Linked DNA regions of Pan troglodytes: region 1 is linked to region 2. The links are chromatin contacts, called in public Hi-C maps. All regions are on one chromosome and are shown on one strand. The core of a region is the stretch at or near the end of the contact, and the rest is flanking DNA. Distances in the headings are between cores, read along the strand shown.

Evidence for each region. A called contact is a pair of places that touch in the nucleus more often than the background predicts.
Region 1: a contact with region 2 is called in a Hi-C map of stem cell-derived neural progenitor cells, with 6 times the contacts expected there. The contact joins two enhancer-like sites. A contact is called at or near these places in 1 of 7 Hi-C or Micro-C datasets (stem cell-derived neural progenitor cells) and 1 of 1 datasets of contacts at active chromatin or transcription factors (stem cell-derived excitatory neurons).

What each region holds. Positions count from the first base shown.
Region 1 is chr11:43,826,274-43,832,598 of NHGRI_mPanTro3-v2.0_pri, reverse strand. No RefSeq gene overlaps it. Among named protein-coding and RNA genes, the nearest start is that of FBP1, 43 kb to the left of the region's middle. Within about 2 kb of position 2,443, at least 7 of the 24 cell types and tissues checked have an H3K27ac peak or open chromatin away from gene starts, as enhancers often do. A contact at or near this core is called in stem cell-derived neural progenitor cells, where this site is marked.
Region 2 is chr11:43,497,399-43,503,912 of NHGRI_mPanTro3-v2.0_pri, reverse strand. It overlaps AOPEP (aminopeptidase O (putative)), which reads left to right. Exons shown (of 16, transcript XM_016961205.3): 12 at 4,680-4,742; 13 at 5,064-5,138. Among named protein-coding and RNA genes, the nearest start is that of MIR23B, 82 kb to the right of the region's middle. Within about 2 kb of position 3,957, at least 16 of the 24 cell types and tissues checked have an H3K27ac peak or open chromatin away from gene starts, as enhancers often do. A contact at or near this core is called in stem cell-derived neural progenitor cells, where this site is marked.

The sequences.
Region 1 (6,325 bases), core at 1,194-3,693, 330 kb before region 2:
CTGAGGCTCACTTCCTTGGACTCTTTGGAGGTGGAGCTCAGAAATACACATTTTAAACAAGTTCTGCAGAGATTTTTATGCACACCAATTTACTGGTAGGCTTGGAAAACTTTGCTAAAAATGGATACATGAAAACATGAGATGTCAATTGCAACAGGCAATGGAAATGAATTTGAGTTTAAAAGTTCCTCTGTCCTGAAGAAATTTCAGACGGTAACTTTATTTCCAACTTATATGCTCCTTAAGCAATAAAGTTTTCAGTGCTGACATAAGCCAAGTTTCTTGCCTTTTATGGTAAAAACATTCGTGACTCCGTTTCTCCAAGTGCGAGGACAAAAATCCCAGTAATCCCTCTAATTCATAGCACCTCCACAGATAATGACTGTTTGTTGTCAGATGGAAATAATTTCATTAGCATAAGTGGATGCGGAGTTTATAAATGCAGACGCATATGTTTCATATTCTGCTCCTATTTATTTACACATTCTGTAAACACATGTATACACAAAGTCACATGGACATTTTTAGGCGAGCGCCTGGAACACTGTGCACATGGAAATACCGCAGTTGTTGCCTTCAGGACTTTTTTTGTCAGGTGGCAAGTTGGTTACTGTTCAGAAGATCTCAGTTACCCCATTACCACCTCTCCCAGGTGAAAATGTGCCCTGCCGCAAGTCAGGCTCTGGAACTTTCTTGAACTTCCTTTTTCTCTTCGAAAAGTCCTGCCCTCTTAGGGCTCTAATTTATTGGAAAAGTAATTCATTCCCAAATATTCATGGTTTCTAATATGTTAATATCACAGCCTTCTCAAATAACATATCTCTAAATCCACAATACTCAAAGTTAATGAAGAGAAGTTCAATCAGGTTGATGAGGAGGCTGGATTGTACACTCCCTTCTGCTAACACAAAAGGCCTTGGACACACCTGGGATCAAGTCAGAATGAACCTGGTTCTGGAAACACAAGCTTGCGCAGTGTAGGGAGAGGCAGGTAGAAAAGGTGGCAGAGCTGTGTGTCTCTTCTGAGCCTCCCCTGGAGAATGAAATGGACCCAAATGTTATCTACCTCATCAGAAACAATTGGTAACTACAACCCAGTGTCTCCTGAGCTAAATTAGATTTTTGTACTACATGCTAAATGTAATGTGACGGGGAAAAAAGAAAGTTAGGTAGAAATCATGCTTTCCAAAGCTCTCTTTATTTAAATGGTCTGTTTTGGTCCAGGGACTGTATGATCTTTTTTTCTCTCTCTTTAAATTTATGAAAACTTTTTTTCTGATAGTGAAAGCAAAAATACTAGCTGTCTTCTGCTGAGTATACTCTGTGCCAGGCACATGCTAACTCCTTTACATTAACAGATGAGAAAATGGATGCCTAGAGCCAATAGCTGCCTCAAGATTGAACAGCTAATTAGTAGCTAAACCATGATCAGAACCCGAAGCCCATGTACTGGAGAGTGTTCCCCTAAAATCCATGTGCTTCCCAGAACCTCAGAATGTGACCTTATTTGGAAATAGGATCATCACAAATGTAAGTAAAATGAGGTTATACTGGAGGAGGGAGGGCCCCTAATCTGATATGCCTGGTGTCCTTAGAAGAGGAGAAGAGACAGACACACAAAAAGAATGTCACCTAATGATGGAGGGGGCAGTGATTGGAGTGAGGAGGAGGCTGGTAACACCAGGAGCTAAGAGAAAGGCGGAACACGCCCTGTCAACAACTAGATTACAGGCTTGTAGCTTCTCCCACTGTGAAATACTACATTTCTCTTACAATCTGGCTGACTTAAAAGTAACCAAAATGTATTGTTTCAGAGTTTTCCAGGCTGGAAATCTGGAGTTATTGTCTCAGTTGTTTCGTACTTTGTTAAAGCTCATGCAGCCTGCCATCTGAAACAATGCCCCCTGCAAGGTGCTTAGTGTAGAAACTTTGGAAAACAGAGAATTCACTAAGTGCTCATGGTCCCACGTTCCAGAACCAGTCGCTGTAGAGTGTATATTTTCCAGTTTTCTTCACTTGCCTCTGAAGGCCATTCTGTCCACTTCTACCTTTTAAAAATATTAGCAGCTCTCTTATGTATTTTCTTCTTTTGTTGTTTGATCAGCTGTACTCTTTATGGGATGTGCTTTCAAAAGAGTGAGAACCACTGTAAACTCCAGAATCCTGTTTTTCATCACCACCGCCACCATCCTCCTCCTCCTTCTCATCACCATCACCATCATCAACACCATCATCAGCTGGTTAGAATAGGTCCAGTTGAAATGAGAAGTGCCCCTACCCCAATCTTTGACTCAAAGCTTTGACACTAAAAACGGAACCACAGTCTCTGATGAGACTCCCCAGAAGATGGCAGTGTGGATCACAAAACCACACTATCCACACAGTACCACTGAGCCCCAGCCCGTGGATCCTGGTGTAACCAGAAGGCCCTGGGCCTGCGGCCTTGGTAAATGATCCTGCAATTGGTAGCCAGGCCACCCGCTGCCCTGATGAGGCTGCTGGGAGTGAGTATTCCAGCTCTGCGTGGTCCTTTCGTCTTGTGAAAGAGAAAAACATTGAACTACAACTTTAAGCTCTTCATTTGAAGAAAGTTAGAGTTCAGACACTGGAGATTTTTGTCACCAATATTTCAAGGTATCCACTCTAATGTCTATATTCTGTCTCCTACTTATCTGAAGGGTTTAAGGCAGGCATCTCAGTATTGTGGATAAAAGAAGGAAGGGCTGAGAAAGAATTAAATGGAGAAAGTTCAGAAGGAGCAATGAAACAGAATACCAGGATCATTTATTTAATGCTTAATAGCTGTGGGATCCAGGGATACTCAACCCTCTGTTTTTTTCTTTCTTTTTTTTTCATGGGCATAATATCTGTTGCTGATTCTGCACTGTTTAACACAGCTCAAATGAGAAAATGACTATTAAAACTGTAAGATAGTATTTATATCATTAAATATCCTTTGTATAATCTAGCAGGGATTCTTAAACATGATCAGAATCACCTGGATGGCTTATTAAAACATGGATTGCTGGGCTCTACCCCATCATTTCTGATTCAGTAGGTCTCAAGAGGGGCCAGAGAATTTGCAGCACTAACAAATTTCCAGGTGATGCTGATGCTGCTGGTCCATGGAGGACACTTTGAGAACCACTGGGCTACAACAAATCTAAGAGAATGTGTTGCTTTCAAGCCCTTACTATAAGTCTCGGAACTTCCTAGGTGACTTTTTTTTCCTCCCCCCAAGATGGAGTCTTGCTGTGTCACCCAGGCTGGAGTGCAGTGGTGCTCTCTCAGCTCACTGCAACCTCCGCCTCCTGGCTTCAAGCAATTCTCATGCCTCAGCCTCTGGAGTAGCTGGGATTACAGGCACCCGCCACCATGCCTGGATAATTTTTGTATTTTCAGTAGAGACGGGGTTTCACCATGTTGGCCAGGCTGGGCGACTCGAACTCCTGTTCTTGTGATCCGCTGGCCTTGGCCTCCCAAAGTGCTGGGATTACAGGCATGAGCCACCACATCCGGCCCCTAGGTGACTTTTTAATGCAAAATTAAGGATAGCATTTCACAAAATTAGGAAATGCTGTTTGTGTATGTGTGAGTGTGTTCAGTGTCTAGATGTACCCAAAGGTAACCATCTTAGAGATCACGCCATTTCCAGTGGGTGCGGAACTTGCACAAGTGCGTGTTTTCCACCTTATGGTGTCTACATACCCCACTCACTGCCATGAGAACCTGGTGGCTACTGAATTGACACTCGGATCAATGTGACCCGACGGTTCCCTCAAAGACCAAAAGAGAAGCTTACAGACCGCAGGACCTCCCTTGAGAATGTCACAAGAAGAGGTTGTGTTTGGTCACTGCTGGGCTTACAGCCCTTTACCTGGGTCCATTTTCCCTATAGTTTTATTTATTGCTTACTGTCCATCTTTCTCTCTACCCCCCACATGTAAAAATTTAATATGTCCCAAGAACAGTGGCTGGCAAAGGACAGGCATGCAGCAATTGTGTTGAATGAATAGATAAACGCTGGCAGTGCCCTTCTCTTCCCAAACACTTAAATGAGTTTGTGAAACGCATTTATGTGAGCCTGCTTAACACCTTCCAGAACAACTGTGAGGAAAGTTTCACATCGTTCCAGCAAAACACATAGTCACCATTATAAACTATAAAACCCAGGTATTTGGAGAGGAGGCCCCAAATCCTTACTCACATCTTAAGCCAATCAAAATCCACATAATTCAATCAAGAGTTAATCAACATCAATGAACACAGAATTATAGAACCAAAGAAGTTAGCGCTGGAAGGGGCTAAGAGATTCTGTAAGTCGCGGTACTCTCTGAATGAAGAAGCAGAAGGCCCCTCCTGACTATGTGGCTGTGGAGGAGCCCATGAGGAGTGAAGGGTGGGTGTCCCCTCCTAGGCTGGTGCTCCTGCTTAGCTTCTCTCCCGGACACCCTGAGACTGAGAAGCTCGCAGTGATGCCCTCCCACTAGCCCCATGTGGACATGATGCAAAGGGGAAGTGTGAGGACCAGCGGCCAGCTCCTGGCTCGCCCAGAGGCTCATCCCCATCACTCTGTTGACCTAAAGATAACGTAACCTACGTTTTACACAAGTCCTGGTTCTCACTCAGAGCATATGGTAGGATTTATTGTCTTCAGGTCCTGGTTCTCACTCAGAGCATATGGTAGGATTTACTGTATTCAGATTTTGCCAACGCACCTACATCTTCTACATGCTACAGATTCTGAGGTTGACACTGTAGTGCCCTGTGCCAGCCTAACATTGTTTTTTCTTTTTTGCCTTTTTTTTTTTTTTTTTTTTTTTTTTGAGACAGAGTCTTGCTCTGTTGCCCAGCTGGGAATGCAGTGGCGCTATATTGGCTCACTGCAACCTCCACCTCCTGGGTTCAAATGCTTCTCCTGCCTCAGCCTCCCAAGTGGCTGTGACTACAGGCATGCACCATCACGCTTGGCTAATTTTTGTGTTTTTAGTAGAGATGGAGTTTCATCATGTTGGCCAGGCTGGTCTCGAACTCCTGACCTCAAGTGATCCACCCATCTGGGCCTCCCAAAGTGCTAGGATTACAAGAGTGAGCCACCGTGCCTGGCCTAACATTGTCTTTTCTCATCCTATAACTTGTCATTTTGGTTTTGGGATAAAACTGATCATAGGTTTAGAAAGAGCGGTTCAAGATGATGATTAAGGATCTGCCTTGAGAGCCTTAATAGACCAGGAAGATTTAAAAATAAAGGCTGGCTGGGCGTGGTCGCTCATGCGCATCATCCCAGCACTTTGGGAGACCAAGGTGGGAGGATTGCTTGAGGCCAGGAGTTCAAGACCAGCCTGAGCAATAGAGAGAGATCCCCCTGTCACTATTAAAGTGAAAAAAAAGTAAAAATAATAATAAAATAAAAATAAAGGATCAGAGGGACCAGAAGCTCAGAGAAGGTATAAATGGAAAGAAACAGAGGTAGATCCTTAAATGCTCTCAAAGTCAAACTAGTTAAAAGGCAGCATTAGTAGAATTCCCATCCCTTGAACACTGACAGTGTTGCAGCCAACCAGCCAAGTGTTTCATCTTTAGTGACATTCAATTCCCTACCAAGCTGTGCAGTGCATACTAGACTGAGCCACATAAAATTGCCATATTTATAAGTCAAAAATGGTTGAGCAACGACAATATTATTTGGTTCTAAGATGGATCATTCCCATGTTACAGATAAGGAGCCTGAGCCTCAGAATGGAGAAATATCCTGGCAGTAGTCATTGTGCTGGAAAATGGCATAGAGCAAGATTTTGAACCCAAATCTGATAGACTCCAAAATCCATTCTCTTTCCACTAAACTATGGGGCTAGATAAGAAGGTGAAGCTCAGGAAAAGCCATAGGCAATTGCACTGTATGTATTGTACTCGATAACATTTATTTTCATAACTCATAATCCTTTATTCTCCCTTTATAGTCATAAATAATGCACTTCAGGAAAACTGCAAGTACCATCTTGAAGGAGCCCTAAGTACTGAAAGAACCACAAATGATTGTTTCCAGGTTATCAAATTTTAATAACATTATTTTATTACAATACAACATCTATCCTTTGAAAGACAATGTTCCAAGAACTCATTATGCAATTATAAAATAATAAAGCTCTTCATAGAGTGAAGAACCAAAGGCAGTTCCTCCTTGTAGCAACACTCAGCATCTCCTGAACATTTTTTTAAAAAATCCTAAGCGTGCAATATTGCTTCTTCAGGCAAGAGTAGATACAGCACAAAGTAAGTATAAGTGAGGAACTGAATAAAACATGACTCAAAATGAATCTGATGT
Region 2 (6,514 bases), core at 2,708-5,207:
ACTTTGGGAGGCCAAGGTGGGTGGATCACCTGAGATCAGAAGTTTGAGACCAGCCTGGCCAACATGGTGAAACCCTGTCTCTACTAAAAGTATAAAAATTAGCTGGACGTGGTGGCAGGCGCCTGTAATCCCAGCTACTGGGGAGGCTGAGGCAGGAGAATCGCTTGAGCCTGGGAGGCGGAGGTTGCAGTGAGCCAAGATTGCACCATTGCACTCCAGCCTAGGTGACAAGAGCAAGACATTGTCTCAAAATAAATAAATAAACCAAATTTAAAGATATAAATATTTGATAATTTTGCTCCTAATCCCTCTGTTATTTTTGAAACTTAATCCAACCTTGATTTTATTTCTAGACGTGTGTAGATTCCTACTTTTAAATTCACCCTGAACGTATGTTGGCAATAGAACACTTCCGAAACCAGTGGAAGCTTCTGGAACTCTCGACCTTGTTTGGTATTCAAAGATCTTTCGGTTTCTTTTAGTGGATAGTTTTCCCTCCGCTGTGCCTGAGGGAATGTAATTTGCCATCTGTGACTGTTTGGGAACATTGAAGAGCCCCTTGCTTGCCCTGTGGCCTTCCTGGTGCCTAGGAAGGCTGGCTCCTCCTCCTTCCTCTGTCCTGTGCCCCCTCCATGAAGTAGAAGCAGGAAGAGAAAACACACCCGTAACAATGTGAAGTTGGTCTCACTGTATTTTTCCAGTGATAGGAGGAATTTCTTCTTTGTCTAAGAAAAGGAAGAAAACTGAAAAAGGCTTTCCCTCCAAAAGTAATCTCCAATCAATCACGAGGTTAAATAATTTTAAAGCAATGGTATTTTCCTCAGCCTCGGACGTTGTCTTCAGCTATTATGAACTGCTTTGACAAAAAAAGTTTCTTAGAACAACTTCCTTTCAAAACATGCGTATCTACTGGATGAGGCATTTTTAAAGATACAATTCAGATAGAAAACATCTGTTTTAAGAGACAGCTTTAAAGTGCTTTTACTACATTCTCAAAGACAGTAATTAGAATACCTGTCCCCCACTATAGAATTCCAGTTTTTAAAAAAGCGGTCTTCCAGTTTGTCTACACCCTACCTTCATTGGCATCAGCCTGTGAAGAAGGGGAGATTCAGGTAGACAACAGGAGAAATGTGCTCAGGTTGGATTGAACACAATAGAAAAGTATTTTTTCCGTGTCATGCAATATGTAAATCTTTCATTCTAGATTAAATTCAGCTTGTAGCACCATGCTGGAATATAATTTTAGTGATTCATATGTGACAGAATTAGGAACCTTTCTCATTTCAATTTTTTAAAATTTATCGTTATTTACTTATTAATATTTTTTTGAGGCAGGATCTCACTCTGTTGCCCAGGCTGGAGTGCAGTGGTGCCATCATGGCTCACTGTAGCCTCTGCCTCCCGGGCTCAAGTGATCCTCCCACCTCACCCTCCCAGATAGCTGGTACCGCAGGCTAACACCACCATGCCTGGCTGATTTTTTTTTTTTTTTTTTGTAGAGACAGGGGTCTTGCTATGTTGCCCAGGATGGTGTTGAACTCTTAGGCTCAAGAGATCCTCCCACCCTGGCCTCCCAAAGTGCGGGGATTACAGGTGTGAGCCACCGTGCACAGCCTGTTTATAAAGTTACCCTGGCAATATAACTAATATCCCATGGTCTCCCTTTTGTAAAAATGTAAAATTCTAGCCTTTTTACAAATTAAGCATTTTAGTGGTGAAACAAACAGGAGGTAATTAGAAAGATATTCATTTTAAGACTTCTCCCCCTTGAAATTTTAGGTGTCCTTCATTTGTTCCTTTAATCCTTCCATTCACTATGTAACATATTTATTGAATTTCTAGTATATGCCAGGCAATGTTTCTGGTGGACTGAACAAAAATCAAGAACAAAAGATACGGGATCTCCTTCTTCTTGGGGCATAAAATCCAGCTGGGGAGAGAGACGTTCAGTACATTTTTAAAAGAGCTATAATAACTGAACATCACAGAGTGAGCCCTAATGTAAATTTGACTTTAGTGAATAATAATGTATCAATATTGGTTCCTCAGTTATAATAAATATACTAATGCAATATGTTAAATATGGGGAAGCTGGTGAGTGGGTACAAATATGGGAACTCTGCTTTCTGCTCAGTTTTTCTATAAACTTAAAACTGCTCTAAGAATCATTCTAAAGGAAATAAACAGAATGTTATTAGAAATTATAGTGGAGTGACATAATTTGGACTGGGGAGTAAGGAAAGACCTTTCTGCAAAAGCGCTGCTTAAACCCAGAACTAGAGGATAAGTGGGCTACCATGCAAAGAAGAGATGGAAAAGCATTCTCAGTGAAGCAAAGTGGTATCATTTGAATTACCTTTGGACGTACCATTCTGGCTTCTCTGTGGAGGATGGATTCTGGGATGGCAATTGGGAGGAGAGTTGGGGGACAAAGGACAAACAAGGAGACAAGAGGCAATTAGGATGGGTCACAGCTTTTGCTTCCTACTTAGCAAAATCCTAGAAGAGCAGAGTGACAGTAGGCTGTTTCCTTTGTTCAGCTCATGCCGGAAACCGTTAGGTTATCCATGATCTGGGTGCTAGGAAGAAAGGAGACTGTGTCAGTAGCAGAGCAAGACAGGGTTTCCAGGTCTCAGTTTCTAAGATCTTTCCAGTGGTTCAATGGGATTTATAGAATTAAGAATGTGTGTGTGCGTGTGTGACTGCAACCAGTTAAAAACTGCAAAGGGAAAAAACTTTTCAAATAACTAGTACCTAGCTGTTAACAACAGCTTTCATATAAGTCTGTAAGATTTAATTTGCAATAGTTGTCTTTATTCCTGTTACTGGACTATTGGAATTTATTTTGGATTTTGTTTCTTCCAAGACTGTATGTTGAAAAACTGTATTTAAGCAGAGCACTGTTTTAGTACATCAATATTGAATGGCTCATATCAGAGTTTCTGGGGATCGTGAACTCCCAAGGAAAAAAATTCTAGTGGGTAAAAGGAAGTGCCTGCCAAGATAGATTTCTATTGATTGTGGAACTGTTATTAGCAGCATAAAAGGTTGAAGAGTTTAAAGTTCTCTTTCCCTTTAAAATTAAGCAGCTCAGAGTAATCCACTTCACCATTTATAATTATTTACCTGCCTATGTGCAAGATTTCCAAACCATTAACTATTTATATATATTTCCTTTACAGTAAAAAATTGTATATGATGGCTGTACAGTCTATACTAAAAGATATAATAACACATTGAAAAATCTCTAGCAAATGAGCACACATTTCGTAGCACTTAGCTATTATAATAATGACACAAAATGGTTAACACGTCTATTTATATTGCTCTCTAGATTTCAACTTTTTTGTATTCCTGGAAACAGTAAGAATCCCTCATTTGAGCAGACTTGTTGTTTGTTTTAGGAAATAGACATACATCATCCGTGTAATTTTAAGTAGTCCAGTTATGAATATGGAATGAAGGGATAAATTCCTGATGTCGCCATTAAGCTCCTCTGTGTAAAATACTCCATGGCAAAGTTGCTGCTATTTAAAGTAGTGAGTTTGATCTTGGCTTTGATCTAAACCTTTTGATCTTGAAAGAAGGATGGAGTAGCAATAAAGAGAGGGCAAGACAGATTTTCTTTAAAGAAATGTGATAAAGTTAAAGGGATGGTCAAGACCCAGCAAGCAACAGGACAACCCGACTCTCCGCCCCGGCCCGCCCTCACCGGCAGGCGGGTTCCAGCAACTGCTGATGCGGATGAGAAGGCCTTTGGCGGGTGGAGGAAAATCTTGGGGTATCGCACATTTTTATAAAGTAAGTGTAAACTTTCTCCCTAATTATGAAAACAGATTGACCCCTTCTTTTTAAATTCTACCCAGTGGTTCTGGGGGTCCACGGCAGTCTGAGGGCTGCGGGTCCACACTCGCGGGAGCGCGGGGCTGGGTTTCTCTGCGCCCTGGCCTCGCCCCCTGGGAGGTCACCTGCCGCTGCCCGGAGCCCCGAGGGGCCACTGGGAAACGTCTACTCGACGGCGTAGAACCCGGTCCCGGAGAAAACTCCACTAGGAAAGTTACTTTCCCTACGCGAAAGCCACCGGGACCAGGTTTCCGACTCCAGGAGCGCGCTAGGCTGGCTACGGGCGGGGTTCCTTCCCCGCCACCGCTCCCTCCAGCCTGCGGCGGGCGGCGCGGGCCCCTCTCGCTGCCGGGAAGCCGCTCGCAGGGCGCGGAGCCGGGGGAGGGGTGGCGGGGGCAAGGTGCGCGGGGGCGCGGGGCGGCCGGAGCCCGGGGAGGGGTGGCGGGGGCAAGGTGCGCGGGGGCGCGGGGGCGCGGGGCGGCCGGAGCCCGGGAGCGGGAGCACGCCGTTCGTGGGGAGAACAATACAATGCCGGCGCGGGCGGGAGGGCGACCTGCGGGAGGCGGCGCGGCCGCTATACCTTTAAGGCAGGCCCCGCCCCCGCTCGGTGCCCGCCCGCCCGCGCCGCCGCCCAGGCCCCGCGCCCGCCGCCCGCGCCGCGCCTGAGGTGATGCGGACCCCGGGCGGGCGCAGGGCGCGGGCTCCCGCGCCGCCGCTGCGTCCTCCCCGGCCGCGGGCGAGGTACGGGGCGGGCACGCCGAGTTAGCGGGCGCGGGGCAGGGAGGCCGGGGCCGCTCCCGCGGTAAACTTGACTGTGTCTTCTTCCCCCGCAGCCGCTGCAGAGGGAGCGTCGCGCCGGGGCGGAGTGCGGGCTCGCGCGGCAAGTGCGCGCCGAGGTGAGTGCGGGCGGCGCGGTCCCTGCGCCCCGGTGGCGCCGACGCGAGACCGCGGCTGGCGAGAGGCCCTGGCTCTGCGCTGCGGCGCGCGGGCGCGGGGACTACCCGCCAGGCTCCGGCTCGGGCGCGGGGAGCGGCCGTGACGAACGTCGCGGCCCCTGCGCTGAGGCGCCCGGCGAGTTCCGCGGGCGGGCGCGGGTGGCCTCCCGAGGTGCGGGGAAGACCAGGTCGCGAGGCCGGGGGTCTCTGCTTTCTCGCGCTGGGGGACGGCCGTCAGGACCCTGTCGCCTTGTTTGAAATGCTGTGGTTTTTGAACCTCAGGTCACGAAATGGATTCGAGTGAACCGGAGACCCCGAAAACGGAAGCGCAGGGAGAAGGAAGAGGTGTTTGAAAAGGTAGGGGTTCCCGAGACGGTACTCGGTGCAGGTCTTGGTAAATCCGCTTCTGCCCCGTGAGGACCTGGTCATGACAATAGAGTAGCGTTTAATTTAAAAAGTTTTTGTTATAATAAACCATAGATTTAATATATGGGGAAATTCTACAGAAATATTGGTCGATAAGGCTAATGATCATTTATATAGTCTCATTAGGAGAGAGTAGCCCATGAAATTTGTTTCATGCTCATTAAATACAGCAATCGGACTTAAGTGGGTTCCATTATTATTTTAGATCAGCAGTGTTTATTATCTCAGTGTTAAGGTACCTCTGAAAAATGAAAAGTGTTCCGAATAAATCGCCCACAGTATTAGGTTTCCATGCTGTACTTTCTCTCACCTAGACTTTAAATTGGAGTCATCTAAGAAATGGAGAGAGAAGAAGAAAGAAGTGGATTACTTTTAAAACACTAGGAGGAATTTTATTTGCTGTAAAGTAAATGAGAAATTTGTTTGCCCAAGTTTAGAATTTCAGTATGTTACTTTGCAGAAGTTTGGACTGCCTGTCTTTTGATTTTGTATTAAAACTTGATTTGTCATTGTAATAAATATCATGAAATAAGGTAAGTAGCCCGTTGTTTTCTAAGTGACTTGCGGAAAACTCGTAAAAGTGAATAATTTTTTGACAAATATTACAGCTGATAGGTTTTTTTGTTGCTTTTGCTTAATTACATTTCACTGTTTTTTGATTCTTGATACCAGCAAGGGATTAAAATAGCGGTGTGTTTTTCTGCTGCTAGAATGTATGATGAATCACTCTTGATTCTGAAGCCAAATTCTTGCTGATAGCATTGCTGCCAATTTCTGTGCTATGTTGCCTTAGTATGGGCATTGCAGCGTCCGAGAATGTGCACAAAGCACATCAGAATAAAGGTGATCCCAGAGCTGCAGAGTGCACTTCAGGATACCAGAGGGCAGCTTCTGAGAGAGCTGGAAAAGGAACCAGCCTGCGAATATAGTTGTTTGTAGCTGGACTTTCAGTGTGCATGAAAAGGGGGACCCCACCCCTTTTCTTTTTCCACAGAGGGTCATATATGTCACTTCAGTTGAAGAATAATAGAAAAAGTTGTGATTTGGAACAGACTTGAGTTTTCTGACCATACCTCAGCATGGTATGGTAAGTTGTGTTTAATAGTTTAGGTGTTTTTTTAAATGTTTGTGAGGTGATGAATGAGATCATAAAATACCCAAAGAAGGAAAAGAATTATGGCGTGCTTGGTATTTTTAAAAAAATGTGTCGTTGCTGTTAATTTTTTTTTTTTTTTTTTTTTTTGAGACGGAGTCTTGCTCTGTCACCCAGGCTGGAGTGCAGTGGCGCGATCTCGGCTCATTGAAGC